3 separate regions of the Mus musculus genome follow, and regions 2 and 3 are each linked to region 1. The links are chromatin contacts, called in public Hi-C and HiChIP or PLAC-seq maps. All regions are on one chromosome and are shown on one strand. Each heading gives the region's core, a stretch centred on a gene start, on an enhancer-like site or on the middle of the called end of the contact. The rest is flanking DNA. Distances are from core to core; before and after follow the strand shown. Region 1 holds the start of Dctn6 (dynactin 6). Region 2 overlaps Gm33588 (a long non-coding RNA gene). Region 3 has its middle 60 kb from the start of Gm29243.

Region 1 (3,475 bases), core at 864-3,363:
GAAAGGGGCTGATAAAGGAAGGTGCTTGCTGCCAAGTCTGCCCACCTGAGTTCAATCCCTGGGTCTTACACGGTGGAAGGAGAGAATCAATTTCCATAAGTGTCCATAAGTATCCATAAGTATACTACTGCATGTGTGTACTCTCACGCATATAAACACATTCAATTATCCATCAATCAATCAATGTGAAGGGATTCCTTTTCTGTTGTGGAAATGAAACACCGTAACCAGAGCAATTTGTAGAAGGCAACAATTTATTGTGGCTTAAGATTCCAGAGGGATAAGAGTCCATCATTGTGAGGAGCCAGGCAGCAGGTGGCAGAAAACCAGGAAGCTGAGACACCACAGCTTGAAACACACATGCATGTGCAAGCAAGAACAAACATACACACACATACACATGCACTCACAAGTGCGAGTGTGCATGAGCATCTTTCTAAACAGCACCATCAACTGGGGTCTAAGTACTCAAACACATGAGCCTATAGGAGACTGTGTCATTCACACCACCAAAAAATAATATGAAAAAAAGTTTTTAATACAGCTATGCTGACTCTGTAGCTAAGAAAAAGGTTTTAAGAGATTCATGGAAAAATAGCAAGTCAGTGGTAAGAATGTTTAATGTATTATGAACTTCTTAAGTGGCACACAGCCTATTAGGCCAAAATCACATATACTTTTAAATGCTTAACAAAACAGCTTTGGATTTTATTTCTTAACAGTATTCTAACTGTTCTGTCTTGCTTTCTGTCGCTGTGATAAAGACCATGACCAAATGCAGCGTGGGGAGGAGACGGTTTATTCGCCTTACACTTCCTGCTCACCATGCCCAGGGAGCTCAGGGCAGGAACTATGACTGCTTACTGGCCCACTTGCTAAGTAGCTTTCTTAAATGGCCCAGGCCTACCCGACTGGAGATGGCTCTGCCCACAGTGGGATGGGCCTTCCCATCTCAATCACAGATCAAGACACTCACCCCGACATGGACGATCCTTCAATTGAGGTTCCCTCTTCCCAGATGACTCTAAGTTGTTTCAAGCTGACAGTTAGAACTCATCAGGACACTAACCCTAGAATTTCTACAGACCATCAAATGATAATGCATACCACAAAGTTCTTAGAGCAAAGTTTATTCCTGGGGCGTCACTGTTCTGACACCAGTATTCTCGATTCTGAGCCGAAAGTTGCCCAGAAACACCCTGTCTCTCTAGATCTTTGTCCTGTGATAACTGAATGCTTGCTTCCGGGGCGATCCACGCCCTCTTCTGGCTTGAGAGACAACATTCACACGCACACACCTTAACACCGATACATGCATATACATACAGCTGTATATGTATATGTATATCTCAAGACATTAATCCCAGGACAAAGGAGGCAACGGCAAATGAATCCCTATGCTTTTCTGTTATCCATGCGGTCTCTTTCCACCAACGGCTCTCACTGGTGAAGACTGTGACAGGAAAAGCCATAGTTGCCGGCCCTGGGCTCTCAGGCACTGACATAAGGATGACAGCATCAGTGTCTTCTTCCAGGCCTCCCTCTTCCTGATCAGAGGCAGGGCCGACGGTGCAGCCACCGCTGAGCAGCCTTCTCGCCCGCACAACCTCCCTCAGCCTCCCTGAGTCCCCCACGCAGCCCCAATGGAGTCTGCGCAGGCGTGCTGGGATGGGTGGGGGTCACGGAACAAACCCTCTCCGCCCCCACACCCCACGGACGCCAGGTATGGGATTATGGAGCCATCCACCTATACACCGTCTCAGTGCCCCCACGCCGCGACCAGAAACGGGTTCTGCCCCTGCGGAGGTGTTAACACGTACCTCTTTTGCGTCTTCTCCGCCATCGTCAAGCCCGGGTCTCAGGAAGAGCTGAGATCGATTTTTGCAGCCTGGCTAGAGCGATGATCTCTGCATGGGATTGCAGAGCCTGGCACGGCCTGGGAGAGGCGGGGCCTGAGAGACCCGCCTTCTGCTTTCCAGGTTCGCGCTTGCGTGCTGAGGATGGTTTGCTTTTCGGGGTTGGCTTGGCTTGCTTCGCTTCTGCCTCCTGGAAAGTCGTTTTTTCCACTTGACAGTGTTTACCAAGTCTATCCTAACCCCATCAGCCCTGATCCTTATCGTTAAGTTCACTCTACGTTTAACTTCCTCCCTAAGCCTGTCAAAATCTCTTTTGAACATCAAATCCAGTTTTTAAACGTCTCTTTACAAGCGCGCGCGTGCGCGCGTATGCGTGTGTATGTGTGTGTGCTTGGCTCTTCTGAGGCTTTGTCATCTCACGCTATTAAACTTTGAAGAAACCAAGCTGTCTTTCCATCTCCCAACTACTGCTACGTAGGACCCAGGTGGCATAATAAGGATTCATTCTGAGAAGCAAAACCAGCAGGAGATATGAATTACGAGGGTTTTGTTAGGAATTAGTTAGGGATCTGCTGTGCAAGTTCGAAACCCGTAGATCAAGCTGGGACTTTTTCATTTGGAAGGCCAAGCTGCTACCCACAGGTGGAATTTCTTCTTTTCAGGGGGGAAGTTTCAGTGTTGCTCTGAACCCTTTAAACTGATTGAATCTGGCCCACTCCTGGTTATCCGGGACAATCTGTTTCTTAATTAAGCAATTTCTAGTCACACCAAGAAATATCTTAAAGGGGGTGTGTTGGGGCTGTTGGCTCAGTTGGTACAGTGCTTGCTTAGCATGCATGAAGTCCAGAGTTCATTCCAGAGAGTCACACGAAACTGGCCATGGCAGAACCCACCCATAAACCCAGCCCAGGAAGGATCACAAATTCAAGGTCACCCTTGGTTACTCAGAGTTATGGCTCCTGCCATTTTCCTGGTTTTTATAGTGGTTGTTGTATTGTTTTAACAGTTTTTCTAGTGTGGTTTATTCTTTTTTATGATTTCTCAGAGGGACTTGTTTCTCTCTTCAATCTGAAAGATTCCTTCAGGTCTTCTGTAGACCTGGCTTAGTGGTAATGTGTTCTTTGAGTCTGGTTTTGTTTGTTTGTTTGTTTGTTTGTTTTTGGTTTTTGAGACAGGGTTTCTCTGTATAGCCCTGGCTATCCTGGAACTAACTCTGTAGACCAGGCTGGTCTCGAACTCAGAAATCTACCTGTCTCTGCCTCCGGAGTGCTGGGATCAAAGGCGTGCGCCACCACTGCCCAGCTTTGAGTCTGTTTTTGCAGTAGAAAGTGTTTATTTTTCCTTTAGCTAGAACACGTAGGTTTAGTGGGTGCAGTACCAGAGTACTTTCAGACTTTGAAATACATCATTGTGAGCTCTTGCAAGACGTTTAAAGTTTCAGCTGAACAGCCTACCTTCATTCAGAGGGACACACCTGTTCAGGTGATGTGGTGTGGTGATGCTCTCTTGCACTTTAAATACACTTTTTTTTTTCTTTTATGGTCCTCCATGTTAGTGTTTTAAATACAGTATGACAGGGGAGGTTCTTTTCTGGTCTTCCTGTCTAGTGCTTCCTGTAT
Region 2 (3,447 bases), core at 859-3,358, 130 kb before region 1:
TTCCATGCTACTGTAGCTCTGGGTACCCAGCATACTCCCAGGACTTAAGACATGCATAGTAACAATGTATTCAAAAATGAATAGATACTAGGTTCTCTCTCAATCTCTCTCTCCTTCTCTCTCTCTTCTCTTCCTCCCCTCTGTTCTTCCTTCCCCTCCTCCTCCTCTTCTTTGTCTTCTCTCCCTCCCCTCTTACTCTCCTTCCCTCCCCTCCTCTCCCCCTCCCTTCCCCTCCCATCTTCTTCTTCCTCCTCTTCCCCCTCCTCCTCTTCTTCTTTTTCTTCTTCTTCTTCCTCTCTCCCCTTCCTTCTCTTCCTCCTTCTCCCCTTCCCCCTCCTCTTCCTTCTCCTCTTCTTCTTTCTGTGTGTAGTCAAGTTGGTAGCAATGGCAGGGAAGGCAGTAATGACTGTGTTTTACAGGGTAGAGCTAGGAAAAGATTAAGATATTGTGTCCTTTTATTACAAGGGACATTTTCTTTGCCAGCGTGTTTGGCAAGGTGAAGCCTTTTCTGAAAACCTAACAACTGGTTCTAATTTTACACAGTAAGAGGGAACTATAACCCAAAGCTGTATATCCACCTGAAAGAGAGCCGTGTTCACTTGAGGAATATTTAATGCTATTTTGTTTGGTATCATTAGATACCACACACATGCTAATCACAACTACAATGGCTTCATCCTCCAGTACATGGGATTGTATGCAGGGGTAGGGGAGTGGGCAGGTAGGGGTGGGTGAGGAAGTTTCCTGGGGAAATGAGGAACAAGGTAATCAAGGGAGACCTCTTATTCTATAATAAACCATCTTGAGTTGGGGGTGATTAGTGGACATCCCCCCTTCTTTTTTTTTCAGATTTATTTATTATTATATATAAGTACACTGTAGCTGTCTCTAGACACACCAGAAGAGGGCATCAGATCTCATTACAGATGGTTGTGAGCCACCATGTGGTTGCTGGGATTTGAATTCAGGACCTCTGGAAGAACAGTGAGTGCTCTTAACTGCTGAGCCATCTCCCCAGCCCTGTGGACATCCCTTAAGTTCAGACCCAGGTAGCTGGGTGTAGTAGATTTTTAACCCCAGCACTTGGAAGGCAGAGGCAGGCCAGTTCTCAGCATTTCATGGTATAAGGTGTGGACAAATGGCAGTTAGAAATGTGCAATTAACAGGCCAGTTCAAAGGACATAGACAGATAGTAGGAGGAACTGATCTATCTTGAGGGCACATTGGGTAGGGCCTATCTGCAGTAAGAAGTGCAGAGATTCTAGAGCCAGGTCCAGCATCAAACCAGAGACATGCTTTTCTTAGAGCACTCTTGAGTCAAAGACAAAAGATACAAATGTATGTAAAGGAGAGCAGAAGGTACCAGGCAGAGATGAGTGAGGAACATGAAAAACTGTATGTGGGGTGGGGGTTAGGGTAGGGATATGTGTGTGCAGGGGTAGTGGAGTGGGAAGGTAGGGGTGGGTGAGGAGGAACAAGGTAAGCCAGGGAGAATCTCTTATGCTCTAATAAACCATCTTGAATTGGGGTGGGGTAGGGTGTCTAGTAGACACCCCTTAAATTCAGGCTCAGGTAGCTGAGTGTGGTCAGTCTTTAATCCTAGCACTTGGGAGGCAGGGGCAGGGGCAGGGGCAGGGGCAGGGGCAGGGGCAGGGGCAGGGGCAGGGGCAAAGGAATCACTGTGAGTTCAAAGCCAGCCTGTGCTATATAATGAGTTCTAGAACAGCCAGAGCTACACAGTGAGAGCCAGTTATCAGGGAGTCTGGGCCGTTTTTCTCTAGGGTTCTAGCACTGAGCACAAGGGGTGGGTACCAACTCATCCTGGTCTTTTAGGTACTTTCTACTTGTTTTTTTGTTGTTGGGTTTTTTTTTTTTTTTTTTTTTTCAGATGGTAAAGGAAGACACTACGTTTTACATAGCATGATGGGTTTCAATGTCTGCCTCGGGCATCACTTCTGTGCTGGTCATCCCTCATCTCCATCTCTACTCTTGCTCACACACTCACCTGCCATGACTCAGCTAAAATCCCTGCCTCTCCAGGATGGGAGTCATCACCCTGCTTTCTCTCATCTCAGCCTGCCCCGCACCTGTTGTGGCCACGCCCTTCGTCTCAGCCCTTTCCGAGCAATAAAGCATCCTTTCCTTCCCAGGGTCTCACTGCTCTCTGCAGCTGGCTAGGTTTGCAGTGTTTAGCATCAACACCGACTCCTGCCTCTCTTCTAGCCTTTCATCCAAGTTTCTAAGCACCGTTGTAGTCTCAGGTACTTAGGAGCCAGAGGCAGGAGGATTATTTGAATTCAGAAGTTTGAGATTAACCTAGATGATGTACTGAGAGCCTATCTCCATTAAAAAAAAAAAGTGTGTGAAGTGTGTGTGTGTTCCTGTGTCCTTGGTTTGATTTATAGATATTATGAATCTTATAGTTCTGTCTTCTCTTCCTGCCTACCTAATCGCTCTTCCTCTTTCCCTCCCTCATTCCCTCCCTCCCTCTCTCCCTCCCTCCCTCCCTCCCTCTTTGCCTCCCTCCCTTTCTTCCTCCTTCCTTCCCTCCAACTCTTCCTACTCACCTGCCCTTCTTTTCTGGTTTTTGATTTTATGAAAGAACATTTATCTATCTATCTATCTATCTATCTATCTATCTATCTATCTATCCCTTTTATTTGTATAAAAACAAACAAAGGATTTTTGAAAATGGAGACACACACCTAGGCAGGTTTGTACATTTGAAACTGGACTCCGGCAGAGTGTGGTTTCTAACTCCAGTGGAACAGAAGTGTTGGGCAGTTTGAAGTTGTTCTCAGATTGACTTCATACAGGTATTACATTCATAGAATAAAATAGCTTCATTAAAAAACCAAAACTAAAACCTAGCAGTGAGCACATGTGTCTTTTTGGAAAAGAAAACGTAGCCCTTTCACAAGTAAAACCCAGCCTGGCTCGCTGCTCTCTGCCTCATCCCCCTCTTACTGTTTTGAGTAATTTGCTTATAGAGGGTACATGTTAAATCTAACATTAACATTTTAAATCAGAGGACTACGTGGAGAGGGGGGTGGGGTGGGTGGGAGGGGATTGAAGGCAGTGGATTTGTTAGGTGTCAGCACACAGGAGTGAAGGCACACTTTAAATCAGTCACTAGACATTACTTTAGCAAAAAATCAAAATATAAGCAGAAGCAGGTAGATCTTGGTGAGTTTGAGGCTAGCCTGGTCGATGTAGAGAGTTGCAGGCAGCCTGGGCTGTGTAGTGAGACCCGATTTCAATATCAAACCGTGGTGCACACCTTTGGTTTTTTTTTTTTCAAGACAGGGTTTCTCTGTGTAGTCCTGCCTGTACTGCCTGGCTGTATTTTGATTTTCATTGTTGTTTGGTTTGACATAGTCTTACTATATAGTTCTGGCTACTTGGAACTCTCTATGTAGACCAGGCTAGCCTCAAACTAACCTACCT
Region 3 (3,556 bases), core at 23-2,522, 170 kb after region 1:
GCATCACACAGGGCCACAATAGGGGCCTAAGGATTCCTAGGCCGAGGCTTATTTGAGAGGCAGAACACCCTGGCTGAACATCCAGAACAACAGAATCTAACCACTCAAGATCTGCGATCTGTCATGACAGCTGCTCACACAGAACTCAGCATTTCATCCTCAATCTTTGCACAAATTCAATGGGCTATTGCTTCGAAATGGAACATATCTGAAACAGTAAGTGTAGTGGATAGGTTTTCTGCAAAAACTATTATAAGGGCGTGGTTATCACTATTCCCACATAAGTGGGAAATCTGCAAGCCAAATCTAACTTTTGGAAGCTATGGAATTTTCAGTGATTATGGTCCTTGGATTTTCAGGGTCTGAAATAAGAAGAGCTCTCCACCATGGAAATGGTTTCATTCAACTCTATTTTCAATTACTCCTGACCCAATTCTCCTGCTTTTCACAATGGAAGACATTGCTAAATGTTCTATTAATATGCTGCTCTAGACCCATTGCTCTAGACCCTGCTGTTCTAGACCCTGCTGCTCTAGATCCACTGCTCTAGACCCATTGCTTTAGGCCTGCTGCTCTACACCCTGCTGTTCTAGACCCCACTGCCGTAGATGCTATAGAACCCACTGCTCTAGACCCGATACTCTAGACCCACTGCCGTAGACACACTGCTCTGATTTTTGTCCTTGAGTTACTGGAACAGGCAGACTCCCCCTTCCTATTTCTCTGACCTTTCTCTAACTTATCTTCACTTCTAGATCTCTTTTCAACTGATTCACCCAACTCTATCTTTAGCCTTATATTTCTTGAACCAAAATTCCCATTTTTCAGGATGAGGTATTTTTTTTTCTCTTGGATATAGCTGACATGTCAAAAATCATTGGGTTTTACACAAAGTATATACTTTTCAAAAACTGCCTTGTCTTCTGGCCCACTGTGTCCATCTGTCATCAGAAAGGAAAAAAAAAAAAACCCTTTCTTTTTCTGCTTTTGGTCTTAAAAAAAGAATCGAAGGATTAGTTCTTGTAAATTTCCCTTTCCAGCTTGCACTGGTTTGTCTTTGTTTTCCGGTTTTGTTGCTTCTCTTCCTGTCCCACTTATCTCTAACTATTTTTACCTACGCACAGTTTCACTTTCTATCATCTATCCCACACACAATTTTTAGGTCAGTCCCTGTAATTCATAAATGGCCATGCCATTATTTAGCTCACCCACTACCACCACCTTTTGACATTGTAGCATGATGCAGTTATTTATAAAGTTCATGCTGGGGAACTATGCAATGAGTTACAAAAGAAAACACACACACACACACACACACACACACACACACACACACACACACACACACACGAGTCCCGTCATGGTTTAAGGACATTTAAGATTTAAGATTTATTCATTGGCTTTTCTTGGCCACAATTACCAACTACAACTGACCCTGAACTCCCTATTCTGGTGGCAGCAAAAGCCTAGAGGCTTCGGGCTGTTGTTCTAAGTCTCACTTTAGCTCCGTGACTCATTTGGTTTGTGAGCATGATAACTTCATTAGTCATCAGGGAAAAGGTCTGTTTGCTCCAAAACAAAGTATGAGAGAAATGACCAAGATACACTTCTAAAAGCAGACAGCCAAGGCTTAATAACAAAATAAATAAATGCTTTATTGTGGTGAAAGATTACCATGTATTACTAAAACAGGTTAAGCAGAAAAGGCAATATTGTGATATTGACAAGTATGTGCAGCAAGAAGGATTTTTATATGTACGTTTCTTACTCTGGGTTACCATTGCTGTGATGAAATACCATGACCAACAGCAAGCTAGGGGGGAAAAAGTTTATTTGGCTTCTGCTTTTGCATCCATCACGAAGGAAGTCAGGCCAGGGGCTCAATCAATGCAGGAACCTGGTTATAGGAGCAGAAGCAGAGGCCATGGAGGGGGGCTGCTTACTGGCTTGCTCCCCGTGGCTTGCTCAGCCTGCTTTCTTATATATCGAACCCCAGAACCTCCAGCCCAGGAGTGGCACCACCCACAATGCTCTGATCTCTTCCCTATTAACCACTAATTAAGAAAATACCTTACAGCTGGATCTCATGGAGGCATTTTCTCAATTAAGTTTGCTTTCTTTCAGATAACTCTAACTTATGTCAAGTTGATATAAAACTGGCCAGCACAATCCTTGTCTGTGAACAAGCAATTTTAGCCCCAGGCATATGATATTCAGACAGCTACCAAGATGCACACAAGAAGGCTCACATCAACACTGTTCACATTGGCCCCAAAGGTGAAGTGATTTCAAGGGCATCAGTTGTGGCATATCCACGCAGAGTAGAATTCAGCAGGAGAGAGAACATACTGTGTTCTGTGGATGAGTCACGTGATAAGATAGAACCGAGCTAGACACAGGGATCTACACTGTATGATTTCATCCTGGTCATATAAGAATATGGCCCAAGTGAATCATTGCTATGGTTACCCTCAGGGGCATGGCTGCTTGTCGTCTTCTAAGGAAGAGTGTAAGAGGTCTGTGGCCAGAGCCACGGTGACGGCTCCACCAGCATGGCTGCTCTGTTGGTGGGAAACCCGATTTTAAAGGGCGATCTTCCAAGGAAGGAAGCTTGGGTGAGAAAGGGCAAAATGGGAGAGGGAATTACATTATAGACAGTGGGTGAAAAGGGAAACTATGAACGAGATAAAATAACAAAAAGTAAGGCACGGCCAAAACAAAACAAACAGGAACCCTGTTAGTCTCACATTTTTACCATCTGTCAAGCAACTGAAATTAACCAGTCATCAAAATACTGCACCATTACACCAATGAACAAAAGGAACTTTTTACAGTTCTCAAAACCAGGACATGAGTTTATGCGCAAATCAACTGAAGAAAAACTCCATTCTTGAAGAACAACCATGAAGCAGAATAAAATTTTAGGTTTAATTGTCCACCCCACTGAGGCAAGATGGCAAGATAGCCCACTTAGGGCCCAAGATGGTCTGCAGTATATACCTAAGGCCCACAACTATCTGTAGCTTTCACTTAAGGTCCAAGGCGATCTACATTATCCATCCAAGATGCCCAAGATGGTCTTCAGTACTCTAACCAGGGCCTAAGATGGTCTGAAATATCTGCTTAAGGCCCAGCACTGGTGGAACAGGCCTTATTCTTGGCTCTGTGTGGGAGCTGTTTCCTCTTTTGCAGGTCCTTTGAGTCTGGAGCCATCTACACACAGGGTTCAGTCCTCTGATGACTGGGAGGGAGACCTGCAGATTTCGGTAGTTCTCTCTCAAGGTTGGAATAGTAGCAGGGAGAGGCTTAAAACACGATCACGTGTTTAGCAAATTATATCTTATATCTTGGGTATCCTAGGTTTGGGGCTAATATCCACTTATCAGTGAGTACATATTGTGTGAGTTTCTTTGTGAATGTGTTACCTCACTCAGGATGATGCCCTCCAGGTCCATCCATTTGGCTAGGAATTTCATAAATTCATTCTTTTTAATAGCTGAGTAGTACTCCATTGTGTAGATGTACCACATTTTCTGTATCCATTCCTCTGTTGAGG

Evidence for each region. A called contact is a pair of places that touch in the nucleus more often than the background predicts. HiChIP or PLAC-seq counts read pairs in DNA pulled down with a chosen protein or histone mark.
Region 2: a contact with region 1 is called in an H3K4me3 HiChIP or PLAC-seq map of embryonic stem cells, with 7 times the contacts expected there. The contact joins the enhancer-like site here to the promoter of Dctn6 in region 1. A contact is called at or near these places in 3 of 39 promoter capture datasets (HPC-7-derived erythroid cells, cranial neural crest and hematopoietic stem and progenitor cells), 2 of 15 datasets of contacts at CTCF or cohesin (CD8 T cells and embryonic stem cells), 8 of 484 Hi-C or Micro-C datasets (the G1E-ER4 cell line, differentiating embryonic stem cells, embryonic stem cells and 2 more), 14 of 115 datasets of contacts at active chromatin or transcription factors (bone marrow-derived macrophages, embryonic stem cells, extraembryonic endoderm stem cells and 3 more) and 3 of 9 other capture datasets (adipose tissue, liver and pancreatic islet).
Region 3: a Hi-C map of muscle stem cells shows a contact between it and region 1, with 3 times the contacts expected there. The contact joins the enhancer-like site here to the promoter of Dctn6 in region 1. A contact is called at or near these places in 1 of 39 promoter capture datasets (pre-B cells), 1 of 484 Hi-C or Micro-C datasets (muscle stem cells) and 2 of 115 datasets of contacts at active chromatin or transcription factors (memory CD8 T cells and pancreatic cancer cells).

Annotation. Positions count from the first base shown.
Region 1 is chr8:34,106,599-34,110,073 of GRCm38.p6, forward strand. It overlaps Dctn6 (dynactin 6), which reads right to left and starts at 2,114. Exons shown (of 7, transcript NM_011722.4): 1 at 1,821-2,114. The coding sequence starts at 1,843. It also overlaps a transcript of Mboat4 not described here.
Region 2 is chr8:33,972,138-33,975,584 of GRCm38.p6, forward strand. Gm33588 (a long non-coding RNA gene) reads left to right here. Exons shown (of 2, transcript XR_378863.2): 2 at 1,889-2,367. Among named protein-coding and RNA genes, the nearest start is that of Gm33588, 9.6 kb to the left of the region's middle. Within about 2 kb of position 2,109, at least 14 of the 459 cell types and tissues checked have an H3K27ac peak or open chromatin away from gene starts, as enhancers often do. A contact at or near this core is called in differentiating embryonic stem cells and embryonic stem cells, where this site is marked.
Region 3 is chr8:34,275,034-34,278,589 of GRCm38.p6, forward strand. No RefSeq gene overlaps it. Among named protein-coding and RNA genes, the nearest start is that of Gm29243, 60 kb to the left of the region's middle. Within about 2 kb of position 1,273, at least 62 of the 459 cell types and tissues checked have an H3K27ac peak or open chromatin away from gene starts, as enhancers often do. A contact at or near this core is called in memory CD8 T cells, muscle stem cells, pancreatic cancer cells and 1 more, where this site is marked.